Linked DNA regions of Sus scrofa: region 2 is linked to region 1. Evidence: chromatin contacts called from public HiChIP or PLAC-seq data. All regions are on one chromosome and are shown on one strand. The core of a region is the stretch at or near the end of the contact, and the rest is flanking DNA. Distances in the headings are between cores, read along the strand shown. Region 1 holds the start of MRPL32 (39S ribosomal protein L32, mitochondrial). Region 2 overlaps HECW1 (E3 ubiquitin-protein ligase HECW1).

Region 1 (6,227 bases), core at 772-3,271:
AAATCATCGTGTTACCTTAACTTTAATAAGCTTCTGAGGGTTTCTTCTTCTACACCGGTTAACTTCAATGCTACGTCTGTTTTTGGGAGCTGCCATCCAAAAGACACTATCCAAAAGGCTGGAAATCGCCTTGCTTCCGTTGGTATCATTTGCTGGTTCTGTACATATAGCTGGACCTTGGACTGCCAATGCTGGTCCTACAAAATAAAACATGGAGATACAGAATCAGTTTCTAGTTTCTAAATGACTATTTACAGATATCACTCTCCTTAACAATCAACAGTGATATATCAACAGGCACATACATAGATAAAATATTACAGTCAACAGACATTTAACAGGAAACCTTAGCAGCCATTACAATATACTAAAGCTCATACATGAAGTCATTTTAAAGAACACAGAATTTTTCTTAGCAGCACCTGCTTAAATCAATCAGTGAAATTTTACCAAAAGTTTCTCGTCTTGTAATACAGAACTCAGGGGGTGAGTAGTAAACATGAAAAAAGTCTGAGAGGCACCCAACACAAGACCGAAAAAAAAATTTACTCAGTTGTCCACATTCTACTTGGTGGGCAGTACCTAGTTACTTTGCAAGGACATCTATGCTTTCCACTGGCCCTGAGATAAATGTTGACTGGTCCTTTATTAGATTCAAACTGCGTTAGCGCCTCTGTCCTGGCAGACACTTTAAGTCACTTAGCTCTTCATGATATTTAATCTTGATCCATGTCAATTCTCCAAGGAAAAGAACTAGCTCCTCATTCTTTGTAAGATATTAATTATTTAGGTGATCCCCAACGTTTCACTCTTGTTTTTCTAAATTGTTTATAAAACCAAAGAGATTCCTTCACCCTCTCCTGGCTAAATTCTTCAGACCTAAAATACTTCTTGATCTTAGAAACTTTTAAAAGTATACAAAGATGTCTAACACTTAACAACTGGTATTCCTTTTCAGTTTATCTAAAAGTATTGCTAAGCCCAGACAAGTGGTTAAGAGCACAGGCTCTGGACGGCCTGTGTCACTTTGGTTCCCTTCTGAGCCTACATCTGTAGAAAAGTGCAGACACCTAATGGGACAGTTGTGGAGATTTATCCCAGGAAGCACATATAAATTTTGACATACTACCTGGGTATTATCACTTCCATGTTCTGGATACCTTCAAAATCGAGGAGAATGTAAATGTGGAATCAATGACATCCAAGATGCTTCCATTTAAAAGTAGTTTCTGTTGGGAGTTCCCGTCTTGGGGCTGCAGACATGAATCCGACTAATATCCATGAGGATGTGGGTTCAATCCCTGGCCTCGCTCAGTGGGTCAAAATCCAGCACTGCAGTGAGCTGTGGTGTAGGTCCCAGATGCGGCTGGGATCCAGCATTGCTGTGGCTGTGGCGCAGGCCCGAAGCGGTAGCTCCGATTTGACCCCTAGCCTGGGAACTTCCGTACGCCTGGGGCTGAGGCCCTAAAAAGCAAAACTTAGTTGCCATGGGAAACAGAGGATCAGGATTCAACTGCACAGAGCTCAAACACCGGAAGGCAAATTGCTTTAGGAAGTGGAACGAAAGGAAAGACAAGAGGATCGAAACAGCAGCTCGGCGTGGTGCCAAGCTAATGCCCTTCAGCCCCTAGGCACGAATGGGACAAGTGCAGGGCCTTTTTCCTTTTTTGCAGGGGACTGGGGAGCAAAAATTGCTGTCTCTTGCTTCTAAGTAAATGAAGGTCCAGGACAATGTCCTCTACGCTCTGCGGGAGATCAGACCGCGGGAGGAGGGCAGAGCAGGAGCGGGGTCCACAACCATGCCTGGGGTCCCCGGGCCCAAACCGCTCTCCACGGAGGTTTTCTTTACCTACCCCAAGGATGAAGGGGAAGGCCTAGCCGGTTGTGCTGAAGCTTCCGTTGCAGTTGTTCCCACCAATTCCGGAGAAGTCCCCGGGCTGCGGGCCACGGCGGAACCACCAGCACCAGCATGGCGGACGCCATGTTGCTCGCCCAAAAACCACGCCCATCGGGCCGGGGGCCCACCCCTACCTCGAGCATGCGCACAGATCAGAGTCGGCCAACGTCTCGTTTAGAACTACAATGCCCAGCATGCCTCTGGAGCGGCTCTGATTCTTCTCCAATCAGAGAGAGAGAAAGGAAGGCGCGGGGAGGGGAAATGAGAAGAAACGGGCTTCAGTGCGCATGTGTGCGGCTGTGCCTTGGATCTTCGGGTAAAGATGGCGGAGCGTGGTTACAGCTTTTCGCTGACTACATTCAGGTAGGGAAGGGGTCTCCGAGGTCCTCCATGTAGCTGAGGTTGCAGGAGCTCAGCCGACCCGGTTTTTCCCATCCTGGTCTCTGGCCTGGTGCTTTCAGAAGGCCCAGGAGGGCTTGGGGGTGGAAATGCGACTTTGCAAAGTCATTTGCGGGGCCCTCCCGCGGCCTGGGGAGCATTGGTGTCGGGGGGCTGTGGGGACGCGAGTCCGGGGATCCCGGGCGACCTTGGCGCTGCGGGAGGTGGAGGCCCTCACCGAGGTGTTTTCTTTGGCTTTGGGCACTAGAAAAGGCAGCTTTGGGTTCGCTGTCTCTGAGTGTCCCGTTCAGAACTCACAGTTTTGGTTTTTTTTACCCAAGTAGGCCTGATTTCGGGAGCTTCCGGAGCGCGGAATCTTGGTCAAATCTATGGGGTTCCTTTTCTCGGAAAGGCCAACTTTCCAGTTTGGTCCGAGTCTTAGACTGCATTTGGCATTAATGTCTTTCGAAAGCTCTTCCCGCTTTCGGTTTCCTTGGTGCTCCCACCGGAAGTTTAAGGACTGAAAATGAAAGCGGTAATCTTTCTGCCCCCTGGTTTGAGGACTCCAAACTCCTCGGCTGCATTTGCGCTTTTTGGCTGTTGTATTGGGAGGGGGATTTTTTGTTTGTTTGTAGAAAGGTTGTAGGCCTTTTTTAGAGTAAATATATAAGTATATTTTTCAAAATAAATTTGAAATGAATTGTCATCATTTCCAGTGTAAGAAAATCATCATTGAAAGATTTAATAATCGAGCGGGGGAATGGTTCAGTTTGATCATTTTCCTATAGATCAGTGATGCCTCGTTTAACATATATTCTTATTTTGACTGCTGAAAGCAGGCGAGGTCTAACTTGTTGAGTACTTTATGTGGGTGCAGCTTACTGCATCTCTTTCTGCCTCCATGTGTGGTAAATGTTATCGCAGCGCTTTACAGATGAGCTAATTACCACCGCTCAGACCAATTAAATAACTCGTCCAGTGGTCATAGATGAATAGCTGAGTTAACGTTCCAGCCGAGTTTTTTTCTGACGACAAAATTAATACTTTACATTATTGTATGATGTCTTCTTAAAATACTGAAACACCTTCTTTTTAATAAAAGATCTTATCATATACAGAGATAGAAAACAGTATTTGCCAAGTAGTCACTGTTCATATTCATGAGCAGAACAAACCTGGACTTTTATCTGTAACGAAGAGTGATCCTAGGGGAGCTGAAACATAAAACAGCCGTTCGTTATCAGGGGCTGAATCTTTCTATGATAAGTTTCTTTATTAAAATACACTCTTGTTCTTTAACATGACGGTGCAGTTCTGTTTTAGTTAAAACATTTGTTTCTAGCCGGTTGTAATACCGTATTAGACTATTAATGATGGAAGTGACCAGAGACTGAACTATAGGCTGCAGGGGTGTTTTTGAAGATTACATTGAGTTGGGGATATTGATAATAAGCGAGTAAACAAATTGGTACCTACTAATGCACTCTGAAGAATGTTTTTTCCCGACTTAGGAATTTTTATCAAGAGAAGCAGAAAGAAGAAACATAACTTTAGATTGGATAGTCTGGGAAGGCCAGTGTTGGGGCTGATTTTGGGCACTGGAAGATGAAAGGGAGCCAACTATTTGAAGATTTAGGGGTAGAGTGAATTGTAGACAGAGGGAAAAAGCATGTATGAAAGTGCTGAGCTTGAACTCTTAAATTCATATAAGGCCAGTGAGTTAAGAGTGAGCAGGGAGGCAGCATGGGGCAGGGGCCATCTTCCAGGGCCCTGTAGGAGTTTTTATTGTAAGTGAACCAAGAAATTATTACAGGATTTAAGTGGAGAGAGAGGGGGTGACACAGTACAAAGATAACTGGCTAGGGGTATGGAAGTAAGAGTAGAAAAGAGGAAAACTAGTTAGAAGGCTTCTTCAGTTATCCCTGTGCTTTGGAGCCGAATACTGGCCTGATTGAATACAAAGTTGGTTGAGTAGCTCAGTGAGTGTGTATGTGTGATTACGGCAACAGAAGAAAAGGTAACTTTAAATTTACCTAATCTTTTAAAATGTCCCCAGAAGTATTTAAATTCGGTATTGAAGAATAACTGAAAGCTGGATGGGCCCAGAAGGTCATGATATGATTATTAAAATAATGACCATTAAAGGGGAAACAAGAACAGTTTAATTTTAAAGATTTAAATGTTTATCAGTGTTATTCTGCTCAGGTCACCTAATTTTGTCCTTTAATAGTTTTTAAACTGCTGGCCCTAGGCTTATTCCCTAAAGAGGTCTAGATGAGTGTCTGTCTGTTAGTCAAATGATTGTGGACTCCGGGTCCTAGGTTATGTGCTGAAGAACTGACTGAACCGAGCTTATGCTTTATAAGTAGTGCAAAAATAATTGAAGGATGATGAATCTTAGCCAGAGAGGAAGCATGAGACATTACAGGTCTGAGTGCATGGGATTCAGCCTGATCTGAGTGGTTAGGGCAGCTTCCCTGAGGACGGGCGTTTCTAAGGATGGCCAGAAAGAGTCCACCAGATAATGATGAAGTGCACTGCAGACAGTGGGATTAGCTTGTCCAAGAGTTTTTTTATTTCTAAGAGTAGTTGTGTATCTGGAGCAAGGTGGGATGGTGTGAGTTGAGTGACAGAGTATCTATAATTTTATGAAGATGAAACAGATGACCTTCTGAAATTCAAGACCATCTTTGCGGTAGTAGACTGGAGATAGACTGGTAGTAGACTAGCTGTGTGCCACTTTGGACAAATTGCTTTGATTCAAGGACTCTGTTTATATAATAGAAAGGTTGGTGATGTTTATGGTGATTGTTCTAACTCAACAACTAGATCAAATAAAGTATGACCTAAAAAGCCAGTTTGGGCCTAGCATTTGGCTACCAAACTCAAAAACCAATTAGGTTAAGTATAACCAGCTCATAGCTTCTAGAAGTAGCTCTGTGTTATATAACAAACACCTTGTTGCGACTAATATGGAGGTCTTATGTCTCAGGCCATGTCTACTTTACAAAATGTTTAACCCACACACATGGAATAATATGGTGTTACTTGGTATTTAACAGACACATACATGTTCTTGATAACATTACTATTGGGTGTTTACTCACTGCTGATTTTGTGCCAGGAACACAAGGCATCACTTCATTTAATCTTCACAACCTTTGAAATAAGTAAACTACCACTACTGTTACCCCATTTTACAGAAAACTGGGACACAGAGAGGTTAAGTAACTTGCCCAAAGTCACACAGTCGGTCAGTGGTGAAAGGCAACATAATGATGCTGCTTTAAGTGGCAGAAAAAAAAAAAAACAACCAAAGGAAAGAGATAAGAGCTTCACTATGAATGTGTTCAATACCTAGTAAACTTAGCTTCTGTTCAACTTCATGATAATTTTCAAATCCCAGCTATTCCTTGGTGCTTGGACTTGGCCTATATGTGTGGCCTTTCTCAGAGATGTTCTTATAATAAATACTTGAGAATGTGTGGATTTAGCGTATACCTTTGTTTCTTTTTAAGCCCATCTGGTAAACTTGTACAGATTGAATATGCTTTGGCTGCTGTAGCTGGAGGAGCCCCTTCAGTGGGAATTAAAGGTAATTAAATGCTTCATTTCAGATTCCTGTTTTTGTTGTTCTAATGTTCTTCTGGAATTAATTAGTAATTAATGTAAAAATAAATACCTGTAGCGGCATAATTTTTAACGGTTCTTTTTGTTAATCTACAGTATTTTGAAGTTTAAAGAGAAATAAGCCAATAAGCCAAAGAAGACGATTAAATTAAAAAAAAAAAAAAAACCTTTGTCTATTTAGTTGTGGTAACCTACAAGTAGTCTTTCCTATTCAGAAAACTGAGTGGTCTTTTGTTTTTCCACTGATTATATATATCACTATTCTTTGGCAGTTTTTATTCTTTCTATAACTTAGAAAGGGTTAATTATAAAACTTAAAGAT
Region 2 (6,898 bases), core at 3,394-5,893, 440 kb before region 1:
GGCAGTGGTAGGGGATTAAGAGATACAATCTACTACATGCAAAATAATCAACAAAGATATATTGTACAGCAGAGGGAAATTCAGTCATAATTTTTAATAACCATAGATGGTTGGAGTGTAATTTATAAAAATATGGAATCACTATGTTATACACCTAAAACTAATATTACACTGTAAGTCAACAATACTTCAAATAAAAACAAGTAAAAGTAGATTTTGTATTAAAATTATAGGGAAATATAAAATTTGCCGTTTGAATCATTTTGAAGTGTACAGTTTAGGGCATCGAGTACATTCTCACTGCTGTGCAGAAATCACCTTTATTCATCTCCTAAGCCTTTTCCTCTTCTCAAACTGAAAGTACGCCTCCATTAAACAGCACCCCTCATTCCCTACTTCTCCCAGTTCCTGGTACCTCTATTCCACTCTGTTTCTAGAGTTTGACCATTTTAAATATCTTATGCGGGATATAATATTTATCCATTTGTGTCTGACTTATTTTACTTAGCATAACATTTTCTGCATTTATTTATTCATGTAAGCTCTATTTTTCTACCTTTCTTGAGGTATAATAGATAAAATACCGTCTATAATTTAAGGTCAATGTAACCATTATTTTATTTATTTATTTATTTATTTTTTGTCTTTTTGTCTTTTGTTGTTGTTGCTGCTATCTCTTGGGCCGCTTCCGCGGCATATGGAGGTTCCCAGGCTAGGGGTTGAATCGGAGCTGTAGCCACCAGCCTACGCCAGAGCCACAGCAACGCGGGATCCGAGCCGCGTCTGCAACCTACACCACAGCTCACGGCAACGCCGGATCGTTAACCCACTGAGCAAGGGCAGGGACCGAACCCGCAACCTCATGGTTCCTAGTCGGATTCGTTAACCACTGCGCCACGACGGGAACTCCCCAGTTTTATTTTCTAAAAATGTTTTGGCTGTGCCTGTGCCATGCAGGAGTTCCTGGGCCAGGGACTGAACCCAAGCCACAGCAGTGATCCGATCCATAGCAGGGATAACACCAGATCCTTAACCTATAGGCCACCAGAGACCTCCTGTCTTTGACCCCATTTTAATGATTCAGATTTCAACTCTCTTTTTTAAAATTCTTATTTATTTTTTCATGATTTTTATTTTTTCCATTATAGCTGCTTTACAGTGTTCTGTCAATTTTCAACTGTACAGCAGGGTGACCCAGTCACACATACATGTATACATTCTTTTTTCTCACATGATCATGCTCCATCATAAGTGACTAGCCATAGTTTCCAGAGCTGTACAGCAGGATCTCATTTCTTGTGCATTCCAAAGATAATAGATGTATGATATTAATAACCCACCACTGACTTTTCTGTTATTGTTCTATATTAATATTTATTTTTTACTACCAACATTTCTGAATCATTTCTTAGGTATGTCTTTTTATAAACTGGATTTGTTCGCTATTAAATCTGATAGTAATACCTTTTGCTGTGTAAGTTTACCCTATTTTCACTTGCTGCCACAACTGTTATGCCTGGCTTTACTTTTGTTATTTTATTTTTATTATTTCAATTTTGTGCTTCCTTGTGGAATTTTTGGTGTGTTTTGGCACAAAGACTGTATTTTGTTTAATGTTATCTTTTGTAGAAATTGAAAAGTGAAAAATCTTGCTTTGTATGCTACAATGGCTGCCTTTCAGTTTTGTCAAATAATTATACTTAGCCTTTGTTTTTTCAAATTACCCACTTTGACTCCCCTTACTCCCAACCAGGAACTTAGCACAACTTTCCTGGCCATGTTCATCCATCTGCTTCTGTTTCCTCATATTTTTAATTCTATTCTGGGGATACTGACCCGTTTTCACATGAGTCTTCTATTTTTATTATACATATTTTCCCATATTGTATCAGCCTTTTCCAATATATTTTAAAGCACAGGGAGTGCTCATTGTGGTGCAGTGGAAAAAAACCTGACTGGCATCCATGAGGACACAGGTTTGATGCCTGGCCTCACTCAGTGGGTCAAGGATCCAGGTTGCTGTGAGTTGTGGTATAGGTTGCAAATGCAGCTTGATTCTAGCGTTTCTGTGGCTGTGGTGTAGGCTGGCAGATATAGCTCCCATTCGACCCCTAGCCTGGGAACTTTCACATGCAGCAGGTGTGGTCCTAAAAAGTAAGTAAGTAAATAAATAAAGTAAAGCAATCATTTACATTTACATCTATGTATTTGATTTAAATACCTACCACCATAGTTTTTTTTAATGCTATGATTCCCCCATTACTGATTACCTATTGCACTTCATTTGCGAGCCATCTGGAGAATGGCTTTTGGTGTTTGCTGAGGGCAGGCAAAAAGAGTAGGGTGAGCTCTAAAAGCTTGCACAGGAAGGTTCTTCCCCAGTGTCTTTGCATTTGAGTGATAACAATGTTTCTGAAAATAGGGTTACTTGGCTACAATATTTCTCATCAATAACCTGTAGTCACTGCTCTGTGGGTTTCTCTAGTTTAGTTTCATGGATGAGAAATTTGAAGCTTGTCTGATTTTAATTCTTTGGTATGTGGCTTTCACGTTGTCATGGCTTCTATGTTGATAAAATTTGAAGAATCTCTATTTCAAGACATTCCAGAGAATACATAGATATAGAATTCATGTTCAATAATCTTACTGTAACTCAGTGAGTTCAACTAATCTGGCCACTGGGACAGTTTGTTGTAGATCAAAGTTTTATTTTCAATATTTAATTAATAATTTGATATTTATATTTAATATTTACTTATCACTACTGTACTTATTATTCTGATTTCTTCTTCAGGAACATCTTTAAGTCATTCAACCAACATCTTTAAGTCATTCAGATTTGCTGAGGGTCAACTATGGGCCAGCCACTATACCAGACCCTTAGAAGTTCCATCAATGAGCAAAACAAATGACCTGGCTCTCAGGGAGCTTAACATTCTGTTAGGAGAAACAGACAAAGCAGTAAATCAAACAAATATGTAAATTACAGAGCAGAGCATGTGGGTTAGGGATCTTGGGAGAGCATGTGACATTAAATTGTATCTCACAGAGAAGGTGAGATACTTTTTTTTTGGTTTTTACATTTGCCTCCCCCCCCTTCACTGTTTGCAATCTGGTGTCTTCCCTGTGCTTTGGGGGCTATTTCCATGGTCATATTCTATGTTAGTGGTTTGATTTTACGCGTGTCAGTTCTGCTGTTTTATCACTCTGCTATTACATACATCTTGTTGTTCCTTTCAATCTTAAAATATTTATTTTAGCTCATGTTCTTTCCTTATTTTTAATTGTAGTAGAACACCTAACATGAAATTTACTTTCTAAGAAATTTTAAAGTGCATAGTACAGAATTGTTAACTATAGGCACAGCATTGTATGTGGCCCATCCCTAGAATTTATTCATCTTGTGTAAACTCTGTATTTAGTCTATGGCCATATCACCCTGAATGTACCCAATCTCATCCTAAAACTCTATACCCATTGAACAGAAACTCCCCATTTCCTCCTCCCCGCACCCCCGGCAACCACCATTCTACTTTGTATGAGCTCAACTACTTCGGATATCTCAGATCTATGGAACAATGCGGCATTTGTCCTTCTGTGCCTAGCTAATTTCACTTAACATAATGTCTTCCAGGTCAAACCGTGTGGTAGCATGTGTCAGAATGCCCTTCTTTTTTAAGGTTAAATAATATTCCATTGTATGTGTACACATTTTCTTTATCCATCCAACCATCAATAGACACTTAGGTTGCTTCCACATCTTTGCTATTTGAATAAAGAATGTGGGAGTGCAGATAGCTCTTTGTGCTTTCAATTTCATTTCTTGTGGATCAACACCCAGAGGGGGATTGCTAGATCCTAGGCTAGTTCTGTTTTCTGACATCTGCTTCCTCTTGGCTTGTTTTCTCTTCGTGGCTTCTTCTTGCTCAATAGAAGTATGTGCTCTTGCACCATTTTATGGATGATAAGCAGCTATCTTTCTTAAAAAAATTACATTTGGTTTACAACATTATGCCAATTTCTTCTGTGCAGCGAAGTGACCCCGTATATATATGCATGGCCCATACACGTATACAGACCCGCCCTTTCCCTTTATCATATTATCCTCCATCATTACCCCAAGAGACTGGATATAGCTCCCTCTGCTATATAGCAGGACCTCATTGCTTATCCATTCCAAGGGTACTGGTTTGCATCTACTACCCCCAAACTCCTCGTCCATCCTACTCCTTTCCCCCTCCCCCTTGGCAGCACAAGTTCTGTGTGTCTATGAGTCTGTTTCTCTGTTGCAGATGACAAGCAGCAATCTTAAAAGATACTCATTTCTGTTTCTGAAGAAAATTACAAGACAGGCTTTTGCTCAGATAAAGATTCTGCTTCCTTCATGTAGGTCTTCAGAGGCCCTTTTCATTTTGTCATTGTGTGTCTATTCCTTAGTAGAGGCCACCTCCATCTCACACCTGCCACAGATGGGGGTCCCGCCTGTCCCACCACCCACAGCCCCCCCATCTTGGATGATAAGCATCCTCCTTGGCCCAGACCTGAAGCCCCCCTGAGGCTCACAGGGCATCTCTACTGAAGTTGGGCAGAGGCTGTGTCCCTTCCTCAGATTTTCAAGACAGCAGATGAGTCAGATACCGTTTTGTCCTCCTTGTGGGGAGGACTGTGTCTTCAGACACCAAACAGCTCAGCCCCAGCCCTCCTCTTCCTCAAGAGTGCATACGCAAAGTGAAGGCTGTCGACTCTGAATGTGTAAAAACAAGAAGCAAACTGGCCAACTGAGGAACGAGAGGATGAGGTGGTGTTCTGGAACTTACTCCGCTTCTTTGCACAAACGCTATCACCACATCATTTTTTCACTGTCATTCTCCCAGCGGAGGCCACAACCAGTAAACAAGAAGGTCCTGGAGAACAGATTCCGGCTATGGCGGCTTTTCTCCTACACAAGTCACCCCCCTTCTTCCCCCCTGCAGTTCACCTGCAACTACAGACATCCACGTACTAATGGACTTGCATTCGTGGACACAATCTTTCCCCACACACTCTAGAGGGTCTGGCTTGTGAAGCATGCTAAAGGGTTTGTGGGGCAGGAATTTCTGGCTCCCCAGTGCACAGAGACACCCCATCAGCCCACTTTGGGGGACAGTGGCTTTGCGTGTTCACTGTCACAGAGGAAAGGAGCTGTGTGATGCAGTTTCCTATTGAGATGCACGTCTGCCGGCAACGCTCCTGATTCCTTTGCCACCATGAGAGGAAGGGATTGTCTCTACCAAAGGCTGTAACAGATGATGCAGGGACAAGTCTTTGGTAAATCATTTGGCTTGTCCTATAAATACACTGGTACTCCAGAGATGACTGATGGTAATTAAGAAAAAAGCATTCTCATTCTCACTTTAGCCAACTCATAGATGTTAAAACATCGCTGGGAAAGAGTATTGGTTAGGGACACACAAAATAAAAATGTAAGCCAGTAACATTGCATGGGCCCAATTCAGCCTGTCCCTGTTGGCCAGGCTCTTTTAATGAGAACTGAAGGCTTATTAGGGAAATCACAATGAATGATCTAATAATAGCACTCCTATTAAACTAATAATTTCATTCCCTGACAGCTAGCTGTCTAAGGAGGCAGGACACTAGAAAGGTCACTGAACAGAATCTGGCTTCAAGTTCCAAACCCAAACTAAAAAATATGTAGCCCATAGTTCCCAACTGGGTATGATACTGCAGTCCCCAACTCCCCTCCCCCGCCAAGGGAACTACAACAATGTCACAACTTGGTGGAGATGCTATGGGCAACCGTGGGCAGAAGCCAGGGATGCCTGGAAACATCCTCCACCTCAGGAGACAGAAACCCGGACGCAGACAGCATCCCTTCCTTCCTCCTGGCCATTGAGGGTCTCAGGCGCAGGCTTCTGTCTCCTCACCAACTCCCCCCCTCACTGCTCCCAGGTCTTCTCCTTCTGATGTAAGGCCCACACGGCAGTTAGGCTCACCTTTCCCTGCTGGTCCGTTTTGATCTCCCAGCCCCGGGGCAATTCCAGCCGCGTGTCCGCAAACATGTTGATGAAATTGACCAAGTCCCGGTTGTGCTGGTAGCGTTCGAAGTTGCGCGCATCCCGCCGGACCTTCAGGATCATGTGCTTTAAGCAGGTGCTACTGGTGAAGACTCGGTAGGCACTCTGAGACCCGGCAGGCCGATCGGGAAGGGCGTGGGGGTAGGAGAAACACAGACCAAGCACACCGTGAGCTCCTTAGCAGGAAGTGTGATGGCTGAATGGGTTTACTGCGGCGAGCCTTGAGGGGGTGCTCCAGAAGGAAACATCGGCCCTTCGAAAACACACATGGACCTACCTGCTGTCCCTGCAGCCTGGGACACTGCGGACCGTCCTGCATCTCAAAGCTCGCCTCCCCCTCCGGCCCCTCTTCCCCATTCCTCCCCCACCCTGGCCCGGCCTTCCCTTTCCCTCCTGCCTCAGCCAGGCTCTGCCCCCTTGAATCTCCTTCTACCTCTCTGAGCATCACTCCTCTCTCTCCTCCCCGTTCCTTCTCTGACTGCACAGGTCAGAGGAGGGCTGCCTTGGCCCTCTTATCTGTCTGTGTAATAGGAAGTATTCGCTAAGCTTCCCTGGGGATTTAAGGCTGGATGTTAGGTCTGTCACTCCCTTGAATCCTCTGTAAAAACTTTTGTGCATGGGGGGGCGGGGATAATAGATGTAGAAAGTTTCAAGAATTTCTAATTGTGCTTCCCGGGACTGGGGTGTGTGTGGTGGGAGGAAAGACTGCTTGCAGCCAGAGCAGCCTGGGACAGTGGTTCCTTCTGGTCCAGGGCCACCTGGTGCCCAATACCCAGGGCATCAATATCTGGCATCCTTGGTTCCCTTCATGATTCACCCTTGCA

The links. HiChIP or PLAC-seq counts read pairs in DNA pulled down with a chosen protein or histone mark.
Region 2: a contact with region 1 is called in an H3K27ac HiChIP or PLAC-seq map of alveolar macrophages. The contact joins the enhancer-like site here to the promoter of MRPL32 in region 1. A contact is called at or near these places in 1 of 5 promoter capture datasets (fetal skeletal muscle), 1 of 47 Hi-C or Micro-C datasets (undifferentiated spermatogonia) and 1 of 2 datasets of contacts at active chromatin or transcription factors (alveolar macrophages).

Annotation. Positions count from the first base shown.
Region 1 is chr18:51,907,270-51,913,496 of Sscrofa11.1, forward strand. It overlaps MRPL32 (39S ribosomal protein L32, mitochondrial), which reads right to left and starts at 2,022. Exons shown (of 3, transcript XM_021079164.1): 1 at 1,854-2,022; 2 at 16-197. The coding sequence starts at 1,983. It overlaps PSMA2 (proteasome subunit alpha type-2), which reads left to right and starts at 2,130. Exons shown (of 8, transcript XM_003360207.5): 1 at 2,130-2,260; 2 at 5,794-5,870. The coding sequence starts at 2,220.
Region 2 is chr18:51,465,763-51,472,660 of Sscrofa11.1, forward strand. It overlaps HECW1 (E3 ubiquitin-protein ligase HECW1), which reads right to left. Exons shown (of 28, transcript XM_021079149.1): 14 at 5,994-6,179. Among named protein-coding and RNA genes, the nearest start is that of STK17A, 110 kb to the left of the region's middle. Within about 2 kb of position 4,644, at least 6 of the 83 cell types and tissues checked have an H3K27ac peak or open chromatin away from gene starts, as enhancers often do. A contact at or near this core is called in alveolar macrophages, where this site is marked.